Linked DNA regions of Triticum aestivum: region 1 is linked to region 2. A link is a contact called in public Hi-C data. All regions are on one chromosome and are shown on one strand. Each heading gives the region's core, a stretch centred on a gene start, on an enhancer-like site or on the middle of the called end of the contact. The rest is flanking DNA. Distances are from core to core; before and after follow the strand shown. Region 1 holds the start of LOC123046527 (calcium-transporting ATPase 5, plasma membrane-type). Region 2 has its middle 150 kb from the start of LOC123046525.

Evidence for each region. A called contact is a pair of places that touch in the nucleus more often than the background predicts.
Region 1: a contact with region 2 is called in a Hi-C map of leaf, with 4 times the contacts expected there. The contact joins the promoter of LOC123046527 here to the enhancer-like site in region 2. A contact is called at or near these places in 2 of 5 Hi-C or Micro-C datasets (both in leaf).

Annotation. Positions count from the first base shown.
Region 1 is chr2B:655,920,850-655,928,178 of IWGSC CS RefSeq v2.1, reverse strand. It overlaps LOC123046527 (calcium-transporting ATPase 5, plasma membrane-type), which reads right to left and starts at 5,463. Exons shown (of 34, transcript XM_044469926.1): 1 at 5,144-5,463; 2 at 3,261-3,377; 3 at 3,121-3,178; 4 at 2,774-2,874; 5 at 2,570-2,701; 6 at 2,394-2,483; 7 at 2,121-2,190; 8 at 1,810-1,880; 9 at 1,653-1,736; 10 at 1,499-1,576; 11 at 1,338-1,409; 12 at 795-878; 13 at 614-696; 14 at 363-471; 3 more. The coding sequence starts at 5,293.
Region 2 is chr2B:655,742,357-655,749,099 of IWGSC CS RefSeq v2.1, reverse strand. No RefSeq gene overlaps it. Among protein-coding and RNA genes, the nearest start is that of LOC123046525, 150 kb to the right of the region's middle. Within about 2 kb of position 4,574, at least 7 of the 8 cell types and tissues checked have an H3K27ac peak or open chromatin away from gene starts, as enhancers often do. A contact at or near this core is called in leaf, where this site is marked.

The DNA of each region.
Region 1 (7,329 bases), core at 4,214-6,713, 180 kb before region 2:
AGAAAGTCTCCTGACCTATTAACATATGGTTGAGAATGCATGAGACCGGCTGTTACTACAAGTAACACAGCACAGTAACAAACACAAGCAAGCAATAGCAACATACCAGAGCTTTATCCCTCATCATTTTGCGCATCGAAAAGGCGAGCCTGACAAAAATATGAAGTGTCATCGGGTAAGTCATTGCTAGCATGCTACAAGAAAATTACGCATTAAAATTATGCTTACGTTAATGTGACAGCCAATGGTAGTCCTTCGGGAACAGCCACAACCACAATTGTGACCTAATTACATCCAAAGATGATAAGGTAACAGAAATTGTAAAATGCAAATCAGCAGTCATGACTAAATTGAAAACCTACCGCCACTGTGAAGATTTTAACTACTCCACGTATTGTCTCACCAACACCCATCTTTCCTTTGACATATTGCGGAGAGCCATCCGGATTGTACGTATGCCCAGTGAAATACCTAGAACAAAACAAGGTGACAGAAATAAGCCACAAAGCTAGTTGGCCAAGTTAAACTATGCATCGATATACCTAGAAGAAAACAAGGTGACAGAAATAAGCCACAGGGCTAGTTGACCAAAATAAACTATACATTAATATACCTGGCCAAGAGGACAACCAGAACAGCAACAGCAACAGAAAGTCCAATTATTCCAATGAAGGTAGCAACACCATTCAAGCGAACCTACTCCAGAACAAATAAGATCATGCCAATTCACACGATCAAAAAACATGTCAACACACGGTGTCATGTGTAGGCTAATAACAAGTACAGGATCAAACCTGTAGTGGTGTTTCTTCACCAGAGTCTTCAGATATGCTTGCCATCAGCAGACCCCATTCAGTGTTAATACCAACAGCGGTCACCTGTGTAACATACAGTAGATTCCCCATGATCAATGATCAATTGCAATGCCCTCTGTCATGACCATATATATTAATCAAAATATCTAGTACCACATACATATGTTACGACAACGCCCCAAAAATAACTACGCTCAAGCCCTTACAACTACACTTGAGCCCAGGCTGACTCAGGTTCGCCAAAAAGAGACTAGCCAGCCCACTATGTATGACAAAAAGATGCCAGTCTTTAAATGTGAGAAATGCACAACAGTTATAGTATCACGATACCTTCTCTTTTTTTCCAAAAAGTAAAATGGTTTCAAGCAAGATCCAACTAATAACTTAAATCTATTATGTCCCACAGGAAAAACATAAATTGAGGTTACTGGACTTCCAAGTTCACATCACAAAGTACAGAAATTTTCAGAAGCTGAAAGTAGCTAGACATTTTCTCCATTTGGTAGGCACAGATATACTCACCAGCATTGTACCATAGCCGTCGGCGACTTTGCAACCGGACATCATAAACGGTGACTTCTGGTCTTTGTTTACCTTCAATTGACAACCAGCTTGCAGTGTCAGCTTAAGACTTCACCTAAACTAGTTCCAAAAGGCAAAAAACGCGTATAAAAGTAGCTCACTATTTTGCTTTCGCCAGTCATGCTCGATTCATCTATGGAGAAGGAGTGACCACTAATAAGGACTCCATCAGCAGGTACCTGACACAGAAATTTGATTAGCACCTTGTATTTCTAAACTGCTTGCAGCCAAAATAAAGATCAATGGCATTCATACCTGGTCACCAATCTTGAGGGGCACCACATCTCCAACAACCAAATCAAAAATTGATACCTTGATTCGCCTTCCACCTCTCACAACCTGAACGAGAACATCTGAGACATTATTCAGGAAGAATAAACAATTTATAACAAGATGAGTCTAAAATTTTAACCTCCAATTGAATGTTCTGTTTCTCCTCATTCAAGTTTTGGAACTGCAACGATTGCTTGTAGTCACTGGTAGCTGGACAACATTGTGATACGTTAATAATAAATGCCAAGTAACATGTCTAAGATAAGTTTCAGGAATACATGCTGTGACTGCAACACTTTACACTTTTTATTTTCTTATTCGGCACTGATCTATATTGTCCAAGGAATTTAGACGCTGACAGTGCAAGTTAAAGGACAGACTAAACGTTGATATTATTATAATTGCTCACAGAAATAACCAGAAACAGGAAAGATGGTTGTGGTGGCATACCTGTAACAAAAATAACAAGGAGTACAGCAAAACCAATGCTGGCCCCATCATACCACCCTTCTTTTATCCCCTAGAAACCAGAAAAGGTTGTAATGGGAGTCATAGACACATAAAACCAGACACAAGAATGGTGATGAACCATCTAGTTAATGGTAACCAGCTGAGCAAAGAGAAAAATCTAAATGAAAATAAGTTACAAGCTGAGCAAAGAGGAATGATGCTGGATCAACATGCAGAGGTAAATAACAGATGAACTAAAGATCCAACACACACCTCTGTATATATGCCCAAGGCCAATGAAACCGCAGCGGCGACCATGAGGATGATGAGTGTCAAATCTTTACAAGCATCCCACACGAAGGCCTAAATAACAGTGAGAACACACCAAGAGTGAGCCTCCAGACAGAAGACAGCAATTGCCATACTAATATAAGAGAACAATCTCATACCAAAAAGCTTCTTCCTTTCTTGCGAGGGTATGTGTTCGACCCGAATGCATTCTTTCTCGCATCAATATCGGACTCCTCTCCACTGATCCCCTTGTCAGTATCTGTCTTCAGCATATTTGCTAGCCCTGAAATCTGTAGGGAAGGTTACAAGACGCAAACTATGACAGGAAAGTGTGAAGCACACTGACAACAGAATTAGCTCACCCCTTCATACTGCTGTAGAGCAGAGTAGTTATGATCTCTGGTCAGTGCTGTAAGCTGGTCTTCTTTAATTCCAAAGCCAAGAGCACCATCGGCATGAGCTTCTGCAAAAATCATCATCAAAGAAATCCTATCAGAATTTCATGAAACTGATCTGTACATCCCATGATTATAGTCTGAATTCAGTCCGAATTCAGATGACCACTATCGAATGATATATTACATATTAGCAAGTTCCTACAAAGCATTAATAAATTGTCTGCTCAGAATGCTCAAAAGAGCAAACCCAAACGACGACTGTACAGAGCACAGGAAGGACTGGTAAGTGGGTAGGTGAGAAAGGAAATTACCTGGTGCGTCCTTTGTAGTCGTACCGACTCGAGCTGCTTCTTTGAAACGGAATGCGGCCTAAAGAAGGAAATAAGGAAAAATCAGCATAAATCAACTAATCGGCTAAATGAAACAAAGAGAAAACATGACGATGCAATACCCTGATAACATGAGCTTGTGCACGAATTTTTCTTATGACTTCCTCCTTTTGCGCCTCTTTTTTCAAGTCCAATGTGTACCTGAATCGCCTTGATGCATTCAGGACAAGAGCTGCTTGCTGCAGTGGACAAAATCGAAGGGATTATATTCAGAACAGTCTAAAAGATCAGCACTCAATCAACAGCAGTAAGAACCAATGTGTCCAGCCTCCTAAGGAAAGAAGCTCCAGTTACTGACAGCACCCAGAAAAGACCACATTGCGCTAGCAATGGCTTAAATAAAAGGTTGCGCCACCAGCACAAACTTTGTGCAGCATACTGCAAAATTAAACTACAGACTAGACATTGTGTCAGAAACTCCAAGTTTGAAGGAGACCCGATACAACTATATTATCGGACACAACTACAAATTTCCCATCTCCACTCCTTGAAGTTGTTAGTTAGATGCAAACACAATACTACCGTGCAAAAGATTTATTATCAAAATAACTAAAATTGCTGGCAGCCCTAATGGCCAGCAACCACTTCTGCACGTGGCTGCAATGGCCCCGGGTGGGGATCAAACCAACCTACACCCACATATTTCAACAAGTTCCAGCTAATATTTCCTGTTCTAATAAAATTTCTGAATGAGATCCGACAGTTGCGGGCCACCGGTCCCGAACATAATAGAGCTTTATGAAAAGACAATCGCAAAGCAAATCTGGAGGAATCGCACATGATAACAACAGATTGCGTCGTTTTCGAGTGGTATTTGGGAGTATGTAGTACTAGATGAATGAACAGTGTATGTACGGAATTGCGAATATTGTGAATCCGGGCAAGTTTGCAAAAGCTCAAGGACTGCTTGCCGACATGGATGGCGCAAATGTAGCCACTCCGAACAGAAAATTAAATACTACTTCATCTGCAGCAGTCTCGGACCATACTGGTGAGTCAAACATAGGTATGACTACTATCAAATTCGAGACGTCAGAACAATACTACTCCCAAGACGAGCACGTCGGCAGCTCAAAGCACTGCCACGGTTCGACGCGTGGCTACTCCGCTCCACCAATCCAGAATATTATAATGCGCACCTACATCTACAGGGTTCTAAGAAATCGTCAGTGTTCGGAAGAAAAATGCAAAAGCGAGAGCGTATCCCAGAGAAAGGGAACGGAAGCCCAAATCTAACGCAACTTCACGGTCTGCGTCAAAGGCAATAGAACAATTCGAAAGCATTGAGGGCACAGCGCAAAGCCGGTGGAAGCGCGAATCAATTCGCGAAACAGGAAAGAGAAGCCACCCTGAATCAAACCCAAACAAATGGCTCGGTGGGTGGGCTCCGCGCACGCGAAATCGAATCGAAGAACAAAGGCGGCCGACTGACGCATCCGCTCGGTGGAAGCAAAAGCGGAGCGGGAGGCGATGTCTCGGTAAAAATAATTGGACATAAAACTGTGAAGGCAAGCACGGATGCGGAAGGGGGAAAATAGCATGGGAACGGAAGCGTCGGAAGGAGAAAACCCCACTCTCGTCTCCCAACAAGCATCAAAAGCAGGGGAATCGACCTAACCATGTACAGATGCAGGCCCGGGCCAAGAATGCCGAGGCAAAACCGCGGGATTCTGAACCCTAAACTCGGAGACCGGAAAGTAGCTCGTCTCTAAACTAACAGGAGCTAGCGATATATTTGGAATTCAAAACCCTACGCGCGGCATGGAATCCTAGAGAAACTAAGCAAATCTGGAGGAAACGAGCAGTAAAAACCCTCAGGCCACACATTAGAAACGAGCGAGCAGTTCAGAATAAACACCCAAAATTCAGCGCTGCGAGCTCACAGCAGCCGAAACATGTCAGGGGAAAAATAGCTAGCGAAGGAGGAGCGGCGGCGGCGGCTCACCCTCCATTTTTTGAGGCGCTCGACGGGTGCGCCCTTGCCGGGGATGTCGAATGGGTCGCTGCCGCTGCCGCCGCCGCCGCCGCCCACGCTGCCCCAGCTGCCGCTCCGCCGCGCCTTGCTGGCGCCGCCGCCCGACGAGGACGACTCCATCCGCTCCTCCTCACCCGCAGGCCGCGGCACAGCACGCGGCTTCCTTGCGGAGAAGGGAGATATTTCCCGGCGAGCAGTGGATTGGGAGAGAGGGCTTTTGTGAAGGGAGGGCGTCGCTGCCGAGTTCTCCGCTGCCGTTAACCAGCACTACCGTCCAGAGTAGAGTCACGCCGCGGGCGTGCCACCGATTTATATGGGCGGGGTGGGGCAAAAGCCTCGCTGTCCGCTGTCTACTGCCTCTACTGCTCGAATTTTAACACAGGGGCTCGTCGCCACGTACGGGTTTTTCTGGAGGGGTTGGGACGCGTATTCTATCCGGTGGCCCCGATGCGTTTTCAGAAGGAAGGCAACCGGCCTCTCCTTCCTCGATATTATATAGGGTCTGTCTATGTCATATCTCACATCTAACTTTTTCACCCTTAATTTTTTTTTAAAGTCTCTCATGGATTTGTTTTCTTCCTAGGATGAGGGCGTTAGATGTGAGATAATATCTCACATCTTGATGTGAAATAGCAAATCTGATATATATATACTTTTCATATTAAAAATGAGATGGTTTGAAGGAAACAGAAAGATTGTCAGAAGTTCCCATAAACAACAACACGTACCATTGATTTACTGGCTTTTTATAGTATATGTAGTGGAGTTTTTTTAAGATCATTACAGACGCAAACGTCCATACATACGCGCGTACATTCACTCCTATGAACGCATATACGCACACCAAATTCTGATGGACTGGAAATACCACTGTCCCTTTAACCATCCAGTCACAGGTTGGTTCGTTTATAGTATGGTGGATCACAGCCCTATATCTTCCTCAACATGTGTATATATACTTGTATATTAGTAGTATCCAGATACTATGGAAAAAACAAAAAGGTCACAATAACTTCACATAGGAAACAGAGTACACCCTGACCTTTTCTTTTTAGAAAACTTCCGGTCTAATCTCTTTGTTCCTAAATATTTATCTTTCTAGACATTCCAAATAGACTACAACATACAGATGTATATAGACATATTTTAAAGTGTAGGTTCACTCATTTTGCTTCGTATGTAGTTACTTGTTGAAATCTTTAGAAAGACAAATATTTTGGGAATGGAGTGATATTCATCTTCAATCATAATAGTACAACGAACACCAGAAATAATAAAAATTACATCCAAATTCATAGACCACATAGAGAAGACTGCAAGGACTGAAGTGAGGCGAAGGCGTGTCGCCGTCATCGCCCATTCCATCGCAGGAGTCGGGCAAAAGAATTTGACGGTCGGGAAGCCGTCGTGCTAAGACCCCATAGGGCCAGCGCACCAAAACAGCAAATGTCGCCGATGAATAATAACGTAGATCGAAATGTTCCAACCCAAAGACACACAAACGTAGACGAACAACGACGGGATCCGGGCAAATCCACCAAGGAGAGCGCCGGAGACACACCTTCACACGCCCACCAACGATGTTAGGCGCACAGCCGAAACGGGGGCTAGGCGAGGAGACTTTTATTCCATTTTCAGGGAGCCGCCGCCGTCTGATCTTCCTGAGCAGGACACAAACCCTAACAAAACAAAAAGGAACGACAAAAATCGGAGCCCTCCCGCCGGCCCTAGCCAGGATCCACCATGGCCCTAGGTCCACCGAAGACGGCGGACCAGCAACGGCGCCGGCGAGAGGCAGGAACCCTAGCTTTTTTTGGTGGAGGAGGCGGCGGCTCGTGGTTCCAAAAGATGTGTACCGTGACTTAATTGTAGAACTCCCCCGATCCATATTAACTGTTGTTACAACTTTTGGTGTTTTTTTTACCTAGAACAACTCGTTCCAATACTAAACTGGCACAGCGATGCCGCTGGCAACCACAATTGGAATTGGTGCTGTTTTTATTACAACGTTGTACTCGGAGAGAGTAGTTGATCGTAATCGTCATATCATCACAATTGTATCCAAACATAAATGGTTGTTGGATCCAAAGAGGTTAGGTGCATTTGGATCGCCACAATTGTAACCAAACACAGTACATCTACTGATTTTGTTAAAA
Region 2 (6,743 bases), core at 3,325-5,824:
TCAGCAACTCTCCTTTGTGCTTCTCATTGAAATTCTGATAAATATGCCTAACACAAAACCTATGCTCGGCATCTAGCCAGATTTTTTGCACAACATTGATCAATCCTTTCTGCTTGTCACCCATAATAGTTAAAGGAGCAGTATTTGTGATGTTAAGGTCATCTCTCAATGTAGTGAGAAACCACTCCCAAGAACTTGTGCACTCTACTTCTACATGCATCATAAGACAAATATAGAGTTTTCAGTCAACCCATTGCAATGGGGAAAATGCAGTTATTAGGATCAATACCTACAACACTAAGCAACACTCCTTTAAACCTGTTTTTCATGTGCGAACCATCAATGAAAATAATGGGCCTGCATTCCTTGAACCACCCCCTTTTACATGCATCATAATACCAATATAGAGTTTTCAGACATTTCCTGCCCAGTGGGAAATCTTTGTCTTTAACAAGATCAGTTAACAGAAGAAATGTAGACCGAGGGTTGGTATTCCTCAATTCATGCCCATAATCCCAAAGCCTACTGAACTGCTCTTCTTCATCACTATGGATCTCCTTAAGTGATGCAGTTCTTGTCCTAGCTAGCTTCCATCTGTTAGGGGTGACATGAAATTCCTTGGTGATCTTTCTTGAAAATGTACCTAGTGACATCTTCTGGTCATCTCTGAACTCATCTATGAAATACTTGCACATGAATTTTGCTGTCAGTGACCTTATCTTCCATTTCTTCTGGCATATATGTTCTCCATAGTAAGTCTTGATGACAAATCCCCCTGTCCTGTTGTCATTGCCAACAAATAGGTACCATGGGCAACCATTTTCACAAATGGCCTCAAGTCTCCTCTTGTCATTCTTTATCTTCTTGATATGCACTCTGTTTCTAACTGAATATGCAGCCAGTGCATGCCTTAGCTCAACTACATCAGCAAATACCATCCCTACTTTAAACACAGGGGAAATCATGTCCACCTTTGCATTAAAAGCTTTAAACTTGTACCTCAGTTCATCTACTTGCTCAGTTGATAGGTTGAGATCTTCATCCTCAAGCAAATAGTCAGGCTCCACATCATCCTCATCCTGATCAGCTTATTCATCAACATCAAAGTCAATGTTGTCATCATAAAGATCATCATCACCATCATCTATGTCATAGTCACTGTCACTGGAATCAAAATCTGAAACAACTACATCTTCAATAACTGTTTGTCCATCTTCAGCTAGCATGTTGTGCTCAGCACCCTCAATAAGCAAACTATGTGGGTCTGTTCCATCTGATGCAATCTCTGACAAGGGATCTTCCCCAAAGACTGAAACTAGGCTATGGGAAGGGGATGCACTTGCTGCTGCAAAACTTGTTGTTGTTGTTATCAAAGATAGGGGCAATGTGCACACCAAGTCAGGCCTGAAGTTATGATGAAATTTGTATGGTTAACCATGACTACAAGCATCTTATGCTCAACACTAGCTCTGATCATATGCTGCACACCCTCGTCCCTGCTAATTCTGATCAAACCATCTGAGATTAGTTTATTTGGTTTGCTGAAGTAAATGATGTGCTCACTCACATGATATCCCATCCAAAGCAAGTGTTGTTCAAGGAATGCATAGGAGAAAGTGCCAGAGTCAACATAGTCTAGCACATCAACAGAAGGGTTCCAGTACTCCAGTTTACTGATTGGGCCACAGAAAATTCCACCATGCTCTCCAGTGTAAAAAATGGACTGTCCACCCTTTCTTCATTTGCTGCATCACACACTGCATCCAAAACAAAGATGAATCCGTTAAGCAACATTATTCAGTTAACTGAATATTCAGTTTATAGAAAATAAGTCAATTAACAAGATGCATCAGATTTAATATATTACAATAACAGCTTTAAGGTCAAGTTAACTGAACCTTTCGGTTAACTACAGTAAGCTGAAAAAAATCAGTTAACTACAGTACTTGACAAAATTCTGATAACTATAGTAACTGAAAATGTTCAGTTAACTACGGTAACTGAACATATTCATTGAACTACAAATAACTGAACATATTCAGTGAACTAAATATAAACTAATCATAAATGAAATACAACATTAGCAAAACCATTCAATTCACTGAAACTTCGCTGCACATACCATTAGCATTACCAAAACTAAACTAAATGGTGTAACAAAATAGCCCAGTTTATACTTTGTACAAAACATTTTCAACAACAAAAAGGAGTTAAATTTGACAACACAAACAGATGCTTGAGTAGAGTACAAGCTAGAGCAGAACGAAAAGCCAACTGCAAAGGCATTAACATCTAGTTTGTCCGCCTTAAACCCTAGCTCTCATGTCAAACCCAAACCTAAAATCATCGGCCGAAACCCTAGCTCCACTTCGCCATACATGACCCTACGCAAAAAACACCACTACACGACCCCGATTTGAGCACAAATGGACCCGATTCGAGCTGGAAATGGCGGGGCGACGAGCTGAGTGCAAAGCAGAGGAAAGGAGAGGGAGGAAAGGAAAGCAGAGGCGGGGCGACGAGCTCACAGTAATCGGGAGGGAAGACACCGAACGACCGGACGAGATGAGCAGATGTCGGTGTCTCCACGCCGCCGGCGAACGGTGGCGACGACGCCTCCGTCGCTGACGTCACCATCGCCCCGCCAGCCCGTGAGCTCTGTCGCCCCGACAACGACCAAGTGAACCCTCCCTCTCGAACGGACGCGAGGATTCCTTCCGACATATTTAATTCAGGTGGAGTGAGTGCGGGTTGATTAGGGAAAAAGGCAGGTTCTTTTTTGCAAAAGTGCGTGCGTTGACCGGGCCAGCCACTGGCTGCTAGTTGTCGAGCTGTGATTGGCCTCAGACTAAAACATCACATGAGGTGTAAGTTGGAATATGATGGGATTGAGTTTTGCAAGTTTAAAACTAAATCATCATATTTTGTGCAAGTTAGGGTATGTGAGATGCTATTACCTCAAGAAAAACGAAAGTGTCGAGCCGTACGTGCTCAACTGCAAGGACGAGAGTGGCAGGAAGCAGTAGGAGCTGCGACGAGCCGGAGCAAACTGGCGAAGGGAGCGAGCCTCACAATGACCAGCGGACTGATCACGGATCACGACGCTGCGGCGGACAGCAATAAACAAATGAGCTTCAAACCTGAGAGGCGACGTGCCCTGCAGACTAGTGTCGACATAGAGCCACACGTGTCGAGACGGCAGGAGGCTGCTCGGGGTAGCGTGGGCGTGGAGCCCCGGGCAGGTCGGCGGGCACGCACGCAGCACGCTCCTCTCTTTCTATGGGCGGGGTCAGTCTCCGCTGCCACTCTCTGTACGTACTGTACCGAGCACTACCGACCTGCACTCAACGTCTGAACCACCCCCTCCTCTCCTCTGCCCAACCGCTCTCTCTGTCTCACCTGCTGCCGACTGCTGCTCTATTGACCGTGGTCTTTATCCGTGACGCCCTTGGCTTGACTTTCCCGGCAGGAACCGTGGCTCCAAGTCTCGGTTATCTTTCGTTAGCTCGGTTATCTTTCGGGAAGGGACCGCGCGACGAGACACATTGCTCAAACAGTCGGGTGGTATATGTCCCCATGGATATACAATGCAAAACAATACAACTCATATTAAAATATATATTGGGTGGTAGAAGTCTGATATCACATGATGCTGGCCTGAGATATTATCCACTACGAGAGGCATTATAGTTTTGTCTAAAACTTGGGAGGTGTTTTCGAGGGGCACTTTTGATATTACTACTTCTAGGCAGGTCGGCGAGAGCTCCAACCAAATCAATTGACTTTATCTTCGAAAGAGAAAGAAAGATAGGCTTTCTGATAGGTCATTTCCTCCCGCATTAGCTTTCCCGTCCCGTCCTAATCCATGAGCCGACGAGCCCTCTTGGCAAATATCTGTTGCTCCTGCTCCCACTTCGATCCCGAGCGTCCTCGCGGTCCCGGACATCCGTCGTTCTCGCGGAGCTGCCATCGCACACACACACTACTGAGCTCTAGTGGAGCACAGCATCGATACAAAGGTGACATGGAGGCTGCGTGCCACAGCTCATCAAGCTGGTCCAGTGTCCCGTGCCGATCGAGCAGACAGCACACTTTGAACGTTGGTTCGTGACAGGTCATTTTATAGTACATGCACTGTGGAAGCGTTCGAGCAGACCCGCTCACATGGGCTGATCGTCCGGTCATTTCGGTTCTTCTTTCTTTTCTTGAGCGCAATATGCCACTGAGGTGTACGTACCTCAGAAAACATGTCTCACTGAGGAGAGGTGTGTGCTCGCCTAGTCGCCTCTGTTCTGTTTACGTCAAAAAAAAAAGCTCTCCCTGTCTGGGTGGACCGATCATATCATTTTTTTAGGGGTACAGCCTAGCATATTTGCGTAGTTTTTTTTTGACATGATATTTGCGTACGTTGATAGCTACAGTGTATATAAAGGACTGGGTTGCACGTCCAGTCGGCAGAGATCTCTCTCTATCTCTCGTTGTTTTTTTTGAGCGAACTCTCTCTATCTCTCGTGTCTCGTTGCGATATCCGGCCCTCTTGGCCTCTTCCCTTCCGCCCCGGTCCCGTGTCGTCTGCTAGAGAGAGACAGAGATGTACCGGGCCACGCTGGGGTCCGTGTCTCATTGCGCCCCTGGGCCAGCCATGATTGACCCCGCGAAACAGATCGGATCCACGCTAAATGGATTATTGGTCAGGGCCAGTATGATGAAGTCCCAAGTCGACGATGCTTAAAAAAATGGTCCATGTCGTCAACAGGTATATATAAAACAGAGCACAAACAGCAGCCTTTTCTATTTTTTCTATTTAATAATTCTAAAAATTTCGGTTAGCAGAACTGTTAACCAAAATGACTTTATTGAAACCGAATGTTCGGTTAATCGACTAAACCGGGACAGTATTCAGTCTATACCGAAAAGGATCACCCAGTTGCATGCCTATCAATACATGCAGCCCGGTCCTATCTTATCCTAGAATTTTTAAGCTTCATTTGTTTTACAATCCCATCTAAAATTCTGAAAGAAGCTGGGGAGGGGTCGAATTTTGGAAGAGTCTTGCAAAAGATTGGGCCATATATATAGTTGAGCTCTACTTTCCTTCTGTTAACAAGGCGAGGTGGAACTGAACCCAGAACGGCACCATGCATCATGGATTCGTCCTGTGTTTTCTTTTTCTTTTTTGAGAAACGTCGCTAAGCTTTATTGATCATCAATGTTTACAGGAATGACAAAAGTATCGAAGGGCACTCCAAACCACACATGGCACCAATGCTGAAGAACGAGCATACTTAGCGATGCAATGAGCTTCGAAATTGTCAGTCCTGCGTTTCTTACATTGGCCGTTGTGTATGTGCATGTATACATATAACAGTCAAACTTGAGCAGACTCAGGCGGGCGAAGTTATGTCTCGCTTCTAGCGAGCTATATGAGAACGTCACCCCACGCGTGAGAGTGTTAGGCCTCTGTTTTTCATTCGTTTGGTTCTCTTATTATTATTGTTTTCTTCAAATTTTCGAAAATAATCTAAAATAAATCTATTTGAATAATAAAATTTACTTCAAAAATTAAAATCATGAATTTGAAGAATAATACTCGCTCCGTCCCAAAATAAGTGTTTTAAGTTTAGTACAACTTTGTACTTGTACTAGTACAAAGTTGACACACTTTTTTTGGGACGGAGGGAGTAACACACTCCCTCCGGTCCATATTAATTGACGCTACTTTAATACAACTTTGTACTAAGGGTCTACTAAAGCGGCGTCAATTAAGATCGGAGGGAGTAGTATATAATTTCTGTTCGCATAGTTTTAAAAATTGATAACTTTTCAAAAGATGTTCATGATAATGAAAAAATGTTTCGCGTTCCAAAAAAAGTATGCAACTTTTGATTTTTAAGAAAATGGTGTCCAATGTAAAAAAATATTTGCGTGAAGTAAAAATATACATTTTGTACTACTAAAAAATACATGTGAGATTTTAAATAAATATTTCCGCATTTAAAAAACTGTCCGTGTCATATTTCAAAATATTTATACGATGTAAATAAATATTCAATTGAAAAAGTGTAAGTGACATTTTAAAGAAATTTACGTGTTTGTAAAAAATGTTCATGATTTTTTAAATGTTATGCAATGTAAAAGAATGTTCGAGTAGTTTCAAAAAATGCCATTTAAAAAGTACAACGTGTATTTGGAAAATGTTTCCATGTATTCAGAATGTTTTCCAAAATATGTAATTAAAAATATTGAACGCGTATAACTTTTTTTCCATGTGTGCGCTTAAAATATACATTGTGTACTAAGAAAAAGTTGACATGTGTTTAAAAGAAAATAGATAAAACCCGACAAAGGAACAAGAAGAAAAGCAAAGAAAACCAAGAAAAAAAGAACAAAGTATAATAAAAAAAGAAACGAAGCAGTGATAGTACTCATTCCAAAATTTAATGATCTGGTACGCTTATTTGATTTCCGGCCCATAAGCTTATGTAATATCATCTACAAAATAGTGGCAAAATGCCTCATTAACAGATTGAGACCGATACTTGATGAAATTATATCTCCACACCAAAGTGCTTTTGTACCGGGACCGGGTAGATTGATAACAGATAATGCTCTGCTAGCCATTGAGTGTCTTCATTATATCCAGCATGAGAAGACCCCAGAGAATAGTTTTTGTGCATATAAGCTGAACCTGTCAAAAGCGTATGATCGCGTTGATTGGGGGTTCTTGGAGCAAGCGATACAAA